Regions from separate parts of the Mus musculus genome. Here region 2 is linked to region 1. A link is a contact called in public promoter capture Hi-C data. All regions are on one chromosome and are shown on one strand. Each heading gives the region's core, a stretch centred on a gene start, on an enhancer-like site or on the middle of the called end of the contact. The rest is flanking DNA. Distances are from core to core; before and after follow the strand shown. Region 1 holds the start of Tceal8 (transcription elongation factor A (SII)-like 8). Region 2 has its middle 21 kb from the start of Bex3.

Region 1 (6,152 bases), core at 2,693-5,192:
GATCACTTCCAGCTGAGGTAGCTTTGGAGGCTCTAAGGATCTAGCATCATAATCTAAGAGGGAAAAAAAGGGGCAGTAGCCCAGAGGTGGTAATGGTGGTGGCAGCAGTGGTATCAGAGGCAGCTCTGAGTTCCAGGCCAGCCTAGTCTACAGAGTGAGTTCCAAGACAGCCAGGGCTACACAGAGAAACCCTGTCTCTGAACCCTCCAAAAGAGGGCAGTGTATAGGAAAGGAAGAAAATGGCAGTAAGAACAACGAGAGAGATGAAAGAGACAGAGATTTGAGACACAGTGAGTCACAGAAGTGCATGACTAGCTTGGTAATGAGTGGTCCTGGGGCTCATCAGAAGATGCATGCCGACACCGAAGATGAGGAATTACTTGTGGCTTGCCACTGGAGGACATCTGAGAAGTAAGCTGACAGTTCAAAGCAGGGAAGAATGACATTTGATAGTAATGTTTGAGGTAGGTTGGAGGGACAGATGGATGTGCTAGGTAGTCCCTAGAAGGGACTACGTTCTATACATGAATGCCTTCAACAGTGTTCTTCATAGATGTTCAGCATTAGAAAAACTCAAATGCTCTTCAGTAGGTGAATGGGTTCACAGTGGGATAGCCATATGACTGAATAGTAACTGGAAAGAGAACAATGGAGTACCTATACCTAAAAAAAAAACCTAAAACGGATAGTCAGAGCATTGTGGGCAAGTTTTTCCTCAAAGGGGCAACATTTGAGCTTTAAAATGATCTGAATTTCATTGATTACAATGCAGTGACCTTGTGGAGAGATAAAATGTTAAATATCTTGTCACCTTTTATAACTTGTTGAGTGACTTTGTGTGTCTGCTGGTTGGAATCTTGAGATGTATGTTAAATCCTTGAGCTCCTTGTTGCTTCAGAAAAAAAAAACACTTTGTTTTGGAATTGTTAATTTTCTTTTTTGTTTTATAGAACAGCAGGATTATGCTGAATGAGAAAGACAAAACAATGTTATATTAAAGTAGAAATCAAGATTGCTAAATGATGATATGGTTAAAAACAGAATGGTATGATTAAAAAGATGATATGGTTAAAAGAGAAACTGGGAGAAGCTGGGCAGTGGTGGTACATGCCTTTGATCCCAGCACTTGGGAGGAGGCATCAGTAGGCAGAATTCTGTGAGTTCAAGGCCAGCCTAGTTTGCAGAGTGAATTCTAGGACAGCCAGGGATATTACAGAGAGAAACCCTGAACCCTGTCTCAGAGAGAGAGTGAGACAGAGAGAGGGGGGGCAAGGGAGAGGCAAGGGAGAGGGAAAGGTGGAAAATAGATGGATGGTGGGGGGGGGGATAATGAACTATGTTCTGGCTGTAGTGATGTTTTAAAAATCCAAACATTAGGCTGGGCATGGTGGCGCACGCCTTTAGTCCCAGCACTCGGGAGGCAGAGGCAGATTTCTGAGTTTGAGGCCAGCCTGGTCTACAAAGTGAGTTCCAGGACAGCCAGGGCTATACACAGAAACACTGTCTCAAAAAACCAAAAAAAAAAAAGAATCCAAACATTAAAATTCATAGAATTATAATATAAAAATGCAACGGTAGCATCACAAAGAGTGGAAACATTTTGTTGTGAGTGGTAAGGAACTATAATTATTTATAATTTATGTTACACACTCCTCAAATAGAAATATAATTTATAATTTATGTTACACACTCCTCAAATAATAGAAAACATATCTCCCATTTGTGCTTAATTATAAATTATTAAACATTAAGCCAACAAAACATCTATTTTTGAGAGCCTTTCTTTCACAGTGGTGGACTTTTTTGTGCAAATACATCCTGCTGTGATCACACTTGCCAAGAGACAGTCCTAGCCACACCGAATTGTCTTTCCCTTGATTCTCCAAGTAGATAGATAGATAACCACTGCAAATAGCACCACTCCTGCAGATACTAGTGAACTGTGGCTTTCAGAAGCTCTGTTTCTTCTTTAAAATAGTGCTGTTCTTTTTTTTTTAAACACCCTAGTAATATCCTCTCTGCTTTTTTGATAACAACAATTATGCATGTTGATAGTTTATTTTTATAAACTTTATTGTAAAAAAAAAAACTTGAAAATTAAAAAAAAAAATGCCAGGCAATGAAATTACGGAGAACTGAAGTCTATGCCTCTCAATGGACTTCTGTGCAGTTAAAATACCTGTTCTGAAGCTGTGGCACTTCCCATTGGAGTTTATGCTGTCTCTAGTGAATATACACCTATCACCAAAAAGAAAAAGAGAAAAGAAAAAGAAAAGAAAGAAAGAAAGAAAGAAAGAAAGAAAAGAAAAGAAAGAAAAGAGAAAAAATCCAGGACAAAGTTAGAACTAGGAGTACAGTTCAAATATCTGTTCTGAAGCTGTGAGGCTGCGCGTTTGAGCTTACACCTACACTACTGAATGTATTGTAAGCACTTATCTATCAGCAACAAGGAAAAGAAAAGAAGAAATCCACAGCAAAGTTAGAACTAGGCAAATGATTAGATTTCTGTCCTCTTCCTATCTCATGTCCATTCTTTGCATTCAATCCTTCCTCACCTCCAAATATTAGACTTTCTTGTTTTCATTTCTGAATGTTATACTGTGCCTACATGTAAATTCGTTTATATACATATATATTATCGACTAGGTTTTGCTTATGGGGAAGACTATGTGATTTATTTTCCTTCTGATACTGTGTGATCTCAGTGAATATTAAACATTCTAAGTGCGTTTATTTTCCTGAAAATTTTGTAACAACATTTTTTCATTCTTTTTTTTTTTTAAGCTGAACATTATTCCTTGCTATGGTGAAGAAAGCAGCAGTGAACATGTGGTGTACATAGCTCTATGGTAGGGTATGGAGTTCTCTGAGATGGCTCTTGTTTTAATGGAGCACTTTGAATCCTACCAGGGTATCTAGAGTTCCACGAATGAATGAATGAATGAATGAATGGAAAACCCTACATGCTTAATAAGCCCCACAGTCAATAGTGACATACAAAGAGTTACCTCCTTTCTGCTTCATTGTGAGCGCTCTTTCCTTACAAACATTCTGTTCTTAATAACAAAAGTTTACCAACAAACATATTTCGTTGAGTCCCACGAAAGTTCACTGAGTGAAAAGCAGGCTTTTCTGTTTAACAAAGACACTGGCTCCCACAAAGGACAAGGAAAAGAAGTCTGTCTGAAGCCTTTATTTGCAAGTGGGAGCTGCCAGCAGTCATCAATTAAAAGTTCAGACGTCTAATAATAGCCTAAGCTCAGGCAAAGAGAGTCGTGGATTGCGGAGACAAAACTAACGAAACAAATCGGCTGTTTTCAGAGTCGGTTTGCAAACGATGCCATTTTAGTAAGATTTTTAAAAAACCCCAACACATCAATATGTTGTAAATACTGTGCTTTCACTTGCAGTCATTAGAATACTTTTTGAAACCTTAAAATTGATTTAATGAAGTTATTTTCTCCTCATCTAGTGTGAAATAGTGAATATGAAGTATCTCTTTTTAAATATCATTTTAAACCCTGATTCTTACAACAGAACACCACAGAAAACGACTCAAGAAGCTAAACATCCCTTCCTTAGGCTTTTATTCTTCCGCTACCCCCACAAGCGCACATCTACAACCTTCCCCCATTTTAAAGACAGAGAAGCTTCCCAGAGAAATGGTGGACTGTAGGATTTGGTGGGGGGAGGGGAAGGGAAGTATAGGGAGCAAGGGAGAGAAAGAGCTGACTTCCCAAATTAGGAGAATTGGTCGACGTACCCTAAAAGACTGCTCTTTTCCTGGTAATCTGAGTAAGGTGAATAGATACTACTTGGTGACGAGACGAGTTTTATTGTCTCCTATTGGCAAATAGGAAAAAAGATTGACAGTATCTAGTGAAGGGAATGTAGGGGGCGGGCTGCATGTTAATGGGAGGGGTAACCAAAGGCTGGAGCTCATTGATGACGCGATCCTCACGTGACCAGCAGTCGACGTGTGCAGAAGTCCTTATAGTCTAGGCCCAGTTCCCCAGTAGCAGCTCTGTCCTGCTAGAGAAGAGTGGCCCAGCTACTTCCAGGTACTTTAATAGTGGGCGCTGGCTTAAGAGATCATAGGGTGGAGGGAGCAGAGAACAGAAAGCACGCTCATCCCGCACTCTTTCTCTTATCCTAGGGTTCTGCTAAACTATTTTGTGCGAGAGGTTTGGGGCTGCTTGATGAGGGATGGGGCAGATTGGGAGGGAGGTAGCTAACCGAGTCCGGCAGAGAAAGAAAAGAGACGGGGAAAGGAGAACTGCGAGAGACGGAGAGAAGAAACAATAACACTGTGGGGAAAACTTGTCTGATTCTTTGCCCTCTTGCTGGGAAACAGGGTACAGATGAAGGCGGGGTTGCCACAAAGGGAGGGAGAAGAGGGGGATGTGGAAAAACTTTGTGCTATCCGTTAGCAAGACCTTTTGATTTAGGCACTAGTGTGCTCACCAAGAACTCCTGTCTTTCTTCAGCACTCTTGATCTTTTGAGCGCGACATAAATCGAGGTGCAAGAAGAGAGGAAAATCTCCAGGTACCTACAGGTCAGTGCAAGGGTGCAATTGCTTCAGGTCCCTTTGGGTGGGGGTAGGAGTGTGGAAGACACCAAAGCACATCCCAGGGGCGTCACGGCTGCCTCCCATCCGGATTAAGCACAGAAGGCCCCTGCAAATCCTGCTGCGGAAATGGGGTGAAGGAAGGAAAGGGAGAGGCTAAAGACATTTAAAAGAGAGAGGAGACCGCTGACCTGACTGTTGCTGGTGAGAAGCTGAGGATGGGATGACTTGGAAAAGCCCGAAAGGGCGGGAGTGTTAGAGCCATGTGGTGAGGGAAGGGTTAATTGCTTCCACGCCGCTCCCATTTCAGTGCTAGGAGAGGTTTGTTGCAGGGCCTGCTGGGAAAATGGTGGGCTGGAGCCGGGACAGGAGAAGATGGAGTTGGAGAGCAAGGGGGGGGTGGGGGGGGTGGAGGAAGGGGTGGAGTCAGGAGCTCAGAACCTGACTTGTCTAGTTAGAAAACTTTTTGGCAATTAAGTGACCTGAAACAAAAGTCAGTCGCTATGGGAACACAAAAGCTTGTCCATCTGCCTGACACCTAGTCGGTTTTGTTTCCTTGTTTTTATCCCCCTAGGATTAATTCATTAAGAAAATAATCAACATGCAAAAGTCTTGTGACGAGAACGAAGGAACACCCCAGAACACACCAAAAGCAGACGAAGGCCATCCTTCAGAAGATCCACCACAGCAGGCAGGAGAAACTCTTCAGGCTTCTGGAGAAAATGTGAGGGAGGAAACTGAAGGGAGCCATAGAGGAGAGCCTGCTGAACCCAGCCCAGAGCCCAAAGAGGACACTCCCGCAAGGCATCTGAACCCCGAAGAAGTGATAAGAGGCGTAGATGAGTTGGAAAGGCTTAGGGAAGAGATAAGAAGAGTAAGAAACAAGTTCGTGTTGATGCATTGGAAGCAAAGACATTCCCGAAGCCGTCCTTACCCTGTGTGCTTCAGGCCTTGAAATCGTTTTTTTCTCTGATATTGAAATGTGGCTGCTGCTTTCTTTCTCTTAGCATTTTCTGATGTATCTTTGAACTTCATTTTACTTTTAATAATAATTACCTGGCGGTATTTTCTGTTATGTAGTTTCGTTGTTACCAGCATCTCATTGGATTTTGGATTTTTGACCCATTTTCCACGTTTATCTTTCAGTTGGAAAGTTTCACATTTATGCATGGAAATATACAATTAGACAGCAAATTGAAAAAAACAGCAGCATAGTTAGGATCAACTCACATAGATAGGAAAATTCCTAATTATGTGTGTACATGTATAATTATACGTATCAAAAAATTTACAGTGCTTATTTTTGGTGTGGTGTGTTTTAATTTTGCCTTTTACTTATGTTGATTTTTTTTAATGAATACGTGTCTCACAAAGAACTGCAGATTTTTTTAATAAGTGGGAGTTAATTAAAATTAATTTGTAACCAGCTTGTAGAGGCAATAAAGGCACTAAACTCTTGATGAACTATTAAACAGAAATGTAAACCTGGAATTCCCTCTGGCTTCCTTAGCCAGAGGAATAAAACTGGCAATCATTATAGACACACTTGGTTAAGACTTGGTCTTTTCATGGGGGAAATACTT
Region 2 (6,152 bases), core at 2,090-4,589, 120 kb before region 1:
AGGTACAGAAGCAACACTTAGCAGGTGTCATGGTAACAAGCGTTATGGCAAGAATCACACATAAAATACCACATCTGTACCAAACCGCACGGCAGTCACTGTTGAACTCTGTATACTGGCCAGGAAAACACACAAGTACTACCGCACAAGTACTAACCTTGTCCTTTCTGTGTTGGGAGATAATTATATTATGAAAATCATTAACTAGAAGTATTCTTCACAATACAAACATTCCAAGAGTTGCAGATGCATACATAGATATTCAAATGTAACACCTTTACTCTTTCCAACCACAATCTCCTTGAGAGAACTTACTGGGGGACAAAAGAAGAGAACCTCTGATTATACTGATTCCGTTTGGAGCAAGCATTTGACAGATGGCTGTCATAGAAGTCTTCCACAAAACTGGGCCTTGGACATTTGTTTATTTACTTATAATTCACTCCATTCCCAGCAACTTCAAATGCTGGAACTGAGACACAGATATATGTTAGCATCAAGGGCTTGTTTGATCATAGAGCAAGTAACCTAACATTTCAACCTAAACGAGTCTTTAATAGCCTCTATTAAGATTTACCTGAAGACAGTTGACTACAGTAAAATATGTGGGAAGTGTAATTTAAAATACCTGTCACTTAAAATGGCACCAGGAAATATGAAATAATTAGCAAAAATTTGCCAATTACTATGTAGTGCCTGGACAATGAATGGGACAAATCATTGCTGAGATAATATGCTGATGTATTCCCCATATTCTGGTAGACAACAAATACTATTAAATAATGAGTAATCTTCAGACACTGGGTTATTCACTTATTTAAAAAAAACTTTGAGAAGTCTTTAAGAATTGTTACATAATATCAGCAGGATAGTTTGGCTTTTATGAGTTTGGGTTAAGGTTTCCTGTCAGTTAGCAAAAAAAAAAAATCAAACTAGATCACAGGATGAGGGTCTCTTTGCCACCCATGTCCCCTTCGATGGCCCCTATTTCCATCTTATCTCAGGACAAGTGGATATCTACATGCACAAATATAAACATAGATACATCCTAAGTGGTAGGATACAAAAATCAACTCAAAATGAACAATTGGTCTAATGGGGTTAGAGAGACATCTCAGAGTTTAGGAGTGCACTTTGCTGTTACAGAGGATCCAAGTTCAGAAGGATGGACAATCTCTTCCAGTCTCCATATACACATAGCCTATACATAAACACACAAGCATATACACAGTGAAAAATGAAAATAAATCTAAAAAATAATTGATAAAAAAAACCAACCCAAATGCGAGTCTTGCAGCAGAAAACAATCAATGTTCAGGACCATGGATTAGGAGCAACATCCTTGGATATAACAAATCCCCTTTTCTTCCCCCAAGAACTAAAGTGCTAGGACTTCTGTAAAGTAAAAGGCATACACTCTTTCAAGTATATGGTAGAAAACAATAAAGATAAGCCCCTGTCTGGGAAAATAAATGTTTGAAAATCATGCATCAGATTAAAGGACTTCTTGTTTCCCCCAGAAAGTCTCACAAAAGCCATTAAGAAAATAGACAGTTCGATCAATAAATACACCAGAAGTTTTAATAGATGCCCCACTAAGAGAAACATACAAAATCAACATCCTTGATCCTGAAGAAAGAGAAACAGATAACTCTAATGGGAATGTCAACACTCCCATGAGAATAACCACAATTGAAGGCTTGTCATACCAAGTCCTGGCAAGTTTGTGGAGGATGAAACTCTCATACCCACTTCTGGTGGCCATGACAAACATGACAATTTCTTTGGAAAAAAATCTCAGTTTCTAAAAATGTAAATAATCCTCAAGTCATTCCATTCTTAGGCTTTTACCCGGGAGAAAGAAAACATTTCCTTAAAAAGGCTTATTTGTATAAGTTCATATCAGCTCTATGTTAAAGAGATTGAAATTGAAAGCAACCTAAACAATAGCCAACAGGTAAATAAATTAAAATCTGTGTGGCTGAAGAGGTTGCTCAGTAGCCAATATCATTGATTGTTCTTCCAGAAGACCTGAGTTCAATTTTCAAAGACCACATGAGAGCTCACAACTTGTCTGTAACTCCAGCTCCAGGGAACCCAACACCCTCTCCATGGGCACCACCAGTCATGCATGTGGTGTTCAAACTTATAGGGAGGCAAACACATACACACATAAAATAAAAATAAATCTTTAAAATTTTTCGTGAAGCCATATATTGCTATACTATTTAGTATTACAAATTAAAAAAATATATGCAACAAAATAGAGCAATTTAAACACACATACAAAATGAATGAAAGAAGCATGATATCTCTAAATTCTGATTCTATCTAAATACATTTCCAAGATATACAAATCTTCTATAATGTTAGATTGCTATGTTTGCCTGAAGACAGGATAGGCAGTAGGTGGGACAGAGAACCTGACTAACTTAAAAATGAAACCTTATGGGTTGGTAAATAATAATGAAACTTAGGCCTACTTGATTACAAGGTGTCTATTGTCATTATGGAGCAAAGAAGAAAATGATAAATGTTTTTTTCAAGGTTGGCAGGTTGAACTTCAGAGTTGGCCCAGTGATTAAGAGGACTTGTTGCTCTCACAGAAGACCTGGCCAGGGTTTGCAGCACCTACTTGGTGAGCCACAAAGGTCAGTATATCTAGTTCCAGGCGATGTAACACCCTTTTCTGGCCTTCACCCACTCATTATACGTACATGCTCAATATACATCATATTTTTTAACTGTAATCATTCAGAATTTTTTAAAGCAGATATGAAATGGTCAACAATGTAGTGAACAAGGTCTCTTAAAATCAAGAAATGTCTGTGTTAAAATCAGATTCTTAGCAAGACCATCAAAACAAATGCATCTTTTAACAGTCAAGACAGTCATCTAAATCACTGATGATGGTTTAAGTGGATATTACCACTGAAGATCTCAGAGATCCGGTGGATGAGCATTCTTGTCTCCTTTTCACAAAGGGAGAATTGGGCAGAGAGCAGGCCCAGGTGCCTATTTTATTCTCCATGAACACCCCACATTTTCATAGAAAAATGGCTCCTGGGCACCCTGAACCAGGACAGTTCACTCACTCTGTGTAACCAGGAGGAATCCACATCTTTCTCCTACAAGAGATCGTGCAGTACCAAAGGACTTGGGTCTGTAATTATTGAAGGTCACCCCCTCCCCACCATAAAACAATCACATTCTCAGCTCAGTCCAAATACTTGGGGGCAGGGAACTTCCGGCTCTTCTTGCCAGATCACCTAGTGCTGCACACACACACACACACACACACACACACACACACACACACAAAAGCTATCCTGCTAGCCTTAATGACGTCAGGTTTCTATAGCAACCGCCATCCACAGGCTGCTGTATAGAGACGCCCCCGCTCATCCTCTCTTGTGCCCTAGACTTTCTCTGAATATAAAATGCCTTCACCTTCAGGCTACCTGAGAAAGCATAGTGAGAGAAAGTGGGATGGGACTCAGGAAATTAAAAGAACTCTGACCAGGTTATGTGAACAAAACATATCCCTAGAGACTGGCCCCTACTCTCTGTAATAGATCATGCTGGTTTCCATTTAAAAGTCCTCAAGGTCACCGTAATGATGTCAGGTTTCTATGGCAACCGCTATTCGCAGGATGTTCAACAGACTGGAAATGCTTCCCTCACAGCCCTCCCTTCCTTGTCTTTTCATTTTTCTGAAAGCAAAACAACATCACCCTTTAACCCACCTGAGAGAGCAAACTCATTTACGAAACCAAGCAGGAAAGCAGGCAATTGGCAGAAGCCTGTCCAATTTGGTGAAATTAAGCATGTTTCTGTGATCAAAAATTTTGTTTTGTTTTTTTTTAAAGTAACTGCCTAAATAAATACTAAATAATTAAATAGAACAAATATGTTTAAAAATGACAGTGACAAGTGTTTTCTTTTTAAATCTTATACATGGAATCTGGGCAAAAAGGACATAAAAAATAGGAATATCGCTAGAAAAAAAAGAATGGAATCTGCAGAGAAAGTGATTTGCAGAAGATCACATTATGATGTGTATATGGATATGTCATAATGGAGCTCATTATTTTAATATATTAAAATTTTAAGTACCCTGTCCAAAACAAACAAAAAGCAAAAATAAATCTTGGCCATGGAAGAGTAGTATAAGTAAAAGGAAACCAAGCAATATCTTTTGGGGCTCCAGTAGATTAATTTAGTTGTCAGAAATCTAACCACTTCAGTCATACATTGGCTTAATCTTAAAAAATTTTACCTACCACTGCTGATATTTTCTCCCATATAGAAGGGTATCCACTAACCAATATGCAATAGCCCCTCTGTCTGCATAGTTGGTCATGATCTACCTGACTTGGTATACTGAAAATTGTGTGCATGTGCATGTGTGTATATGCGTGCGTATATGCGTGTGTATGTGTGTGTGTGTGTGTGTGTGTGTGTGTGTGTGTGCATATGCATGTGTGTGTGTACTAGGATGACTTTTAAATAGACTTAAAACTGTTTCCCTGTTTTTGTGTCTGTCTCCCAAAGTACTTCTATCTCTTTCTTCAAAAGGCTTAGATGACATAGCAAAATTCATTCTGTGCAAAATCTAAGATCTAAACCAAGAGTGTCCAATTTTGACATTGCAACATTACATTATCATCTACAAATTTCATGCTCAAGAGCTGTGCAATGAAGCTCCAAAGAAACATTAATAAACAGTAAAATTTTTAAGTAGGCTTCTAATTTGGGGTTGGGTCACATTCATAATTATGTTTTAACAGACCCCCTAAGGACACAAAAGAAGAAAACTACAGGGACTTTATACTTTAGAAGGTTAAGAGTTTCTAACATGTTGGCTTCCTACTAATATTTCCAAAATTTTCCAGACACTCAACCTGCAATGCTGAGTTGAGGCAGTCACAAAGGTCACAGGTATCTGCTGTCTTATAAAAGAGTTCTTCTGTGAATGGCTGAACAAGGAAAGTAACTTTAATAACAAGGGCTATCCTGGTAGCAGGAAACAGTGTTTCAAGAACCACCTTTTTGTAATAGATATAATAGAAAATAAATGGACAGTTATCCCCATGATAGGTTACAGAGTTTGAATATATGGCGAGGTCATATGATAGTTCCACTTTTGATCTTTTAAAAAAAATTTCACACTTACTTCCATTTCATCAGTTTACACTCACAACAGTGGATAAAGGTTCCTTATCTCCTCACACTCTTTTTTGGGGGAGGGGGGTTCGAGACAGGGTTTCTCTGTGTAACCCTGGCTGTCCTGGAACTCACTCTGTAGACAAGACTGGCCTCGAACTCAGAAATCCACCTGCCTCTACCTCCCAAATGCTGGGATTAAAGGCGTGTGCCACCACGTCCAGCAACACACTCTTGCTTACATTTGTTATCATTTGGTTTTATTGATAAAAGCCATTCTGAGTAGGGCTCTGAGGAATATAAGTTTAAACATTTCTGAAGTCGAATGATTTGGTTAATTTTTGAAATGTTTATATCATTTGTATTTCTCTTTTGAGAATGATTTGTTCAGTTCTATAAACCATTTTAATTGGGTTTCTTGTTTTCTTGATGTTTGACTTCTTGAATTCTTTGTATATTCTAGATGTTAATCTTCTATAACCCATTTTTATTAGGTTGTTTTCTTTAGTTTGGTTCCTTGAATTCTTTGTATAACCTAGATGGTAGTCTTCTGTTGTTCATATAAGACTATAAAGAATTTCTCCTTGTTCTTGAATAGCAGTTTCCTTAATTTTTTAATTTCATGAGATCCTATTTGTTAATTTTTGCTTTTATTTCTCAAAAGATGGGTACCCATATTTTTAAAGTATATTTATATTCTTCCACTTTGCTTAAAGTTTTTATTAGTTCTATGAATTTTCTTTTATTAGCTTCTCTTATCATATGGCTCTAACTAAATATTTCTATACTATATTAAATACAAGTGGAGACACCCTTGTCTTATAGATCTTAATGAAATGCTTAAAGATTTTCTCTATTTTATATAGTATTCACTATAGGTTTTTCATGTCAAGGCTTTATTTTGCAGGGATATTTTCTTGCTGTTCCAAGGTCCTTGAAGAATTTGTCAAAATCTTTTGCTACACCATTAGATGTAGATGATAATG

What was found. Promoter capture Hi-C pulls out the DNA fragments that hold promoters and counts their contacts.
Region 2: a promoter capture Hi-C map of second pharyngeal arch cranial neural crest shows a contact between it and region 1. The contact joins the enhancer-like site here to the promoter of Tceal8 in region 1. A contact is called at or near these places in 8 of 39 promoter capture datasets (3T3-L1-derived adipocytes, the HPC-7 cell line, cranial neural crest and 2 more), 5 of 484 Hi-C or Micro-C datasets (embryonic stem cells, muscle stem cells, stem cell-derived neural stem cells and 1 more), 13 of 115 datasets of contacts at active chromatin or transcription factors (cardiomyocytes, embryonic fibroblasts, embryonic stem cells and 4 more) and 2 of 9 other capture datasets (adipose tissue and macrophages).

The regions. Positions count from the first base shown.
Region 1 is chrX:136,170,041-136,176,192 of GRCm38.p6, reverse strand. Tceal8 (transcription elongation factor A (SII)-like 8) reads left to right here and starts at 3,942. Exons shown (of 3, transcript NM_025703.3): 1 at 3,942-4,061; 2 at 4,488-4,557; 3 at 5,144-6,152. The coding sequence starts at 5,171. The coding sequence ends at 5,524.
Region 2 is chrX:136,288,373-136,294,524 of GRCm38.p6, reverse strand. No RefSeq gene overlaps it. Among named protein-coding and RNA genes, the nearest start is that of Bex3, 21 kb to the right of the region's middle. Within about 2 kb of position 3,339, at least 55 of the 459 cell types and tissues checked have an H3K27ac peak or open chromatin away from gene starts, as enhancers often do. A contact at or near this core is called in embryonic stem cells, second pharyngeal arch cranial neural crest and trophoblast stem cells, where this site is marked.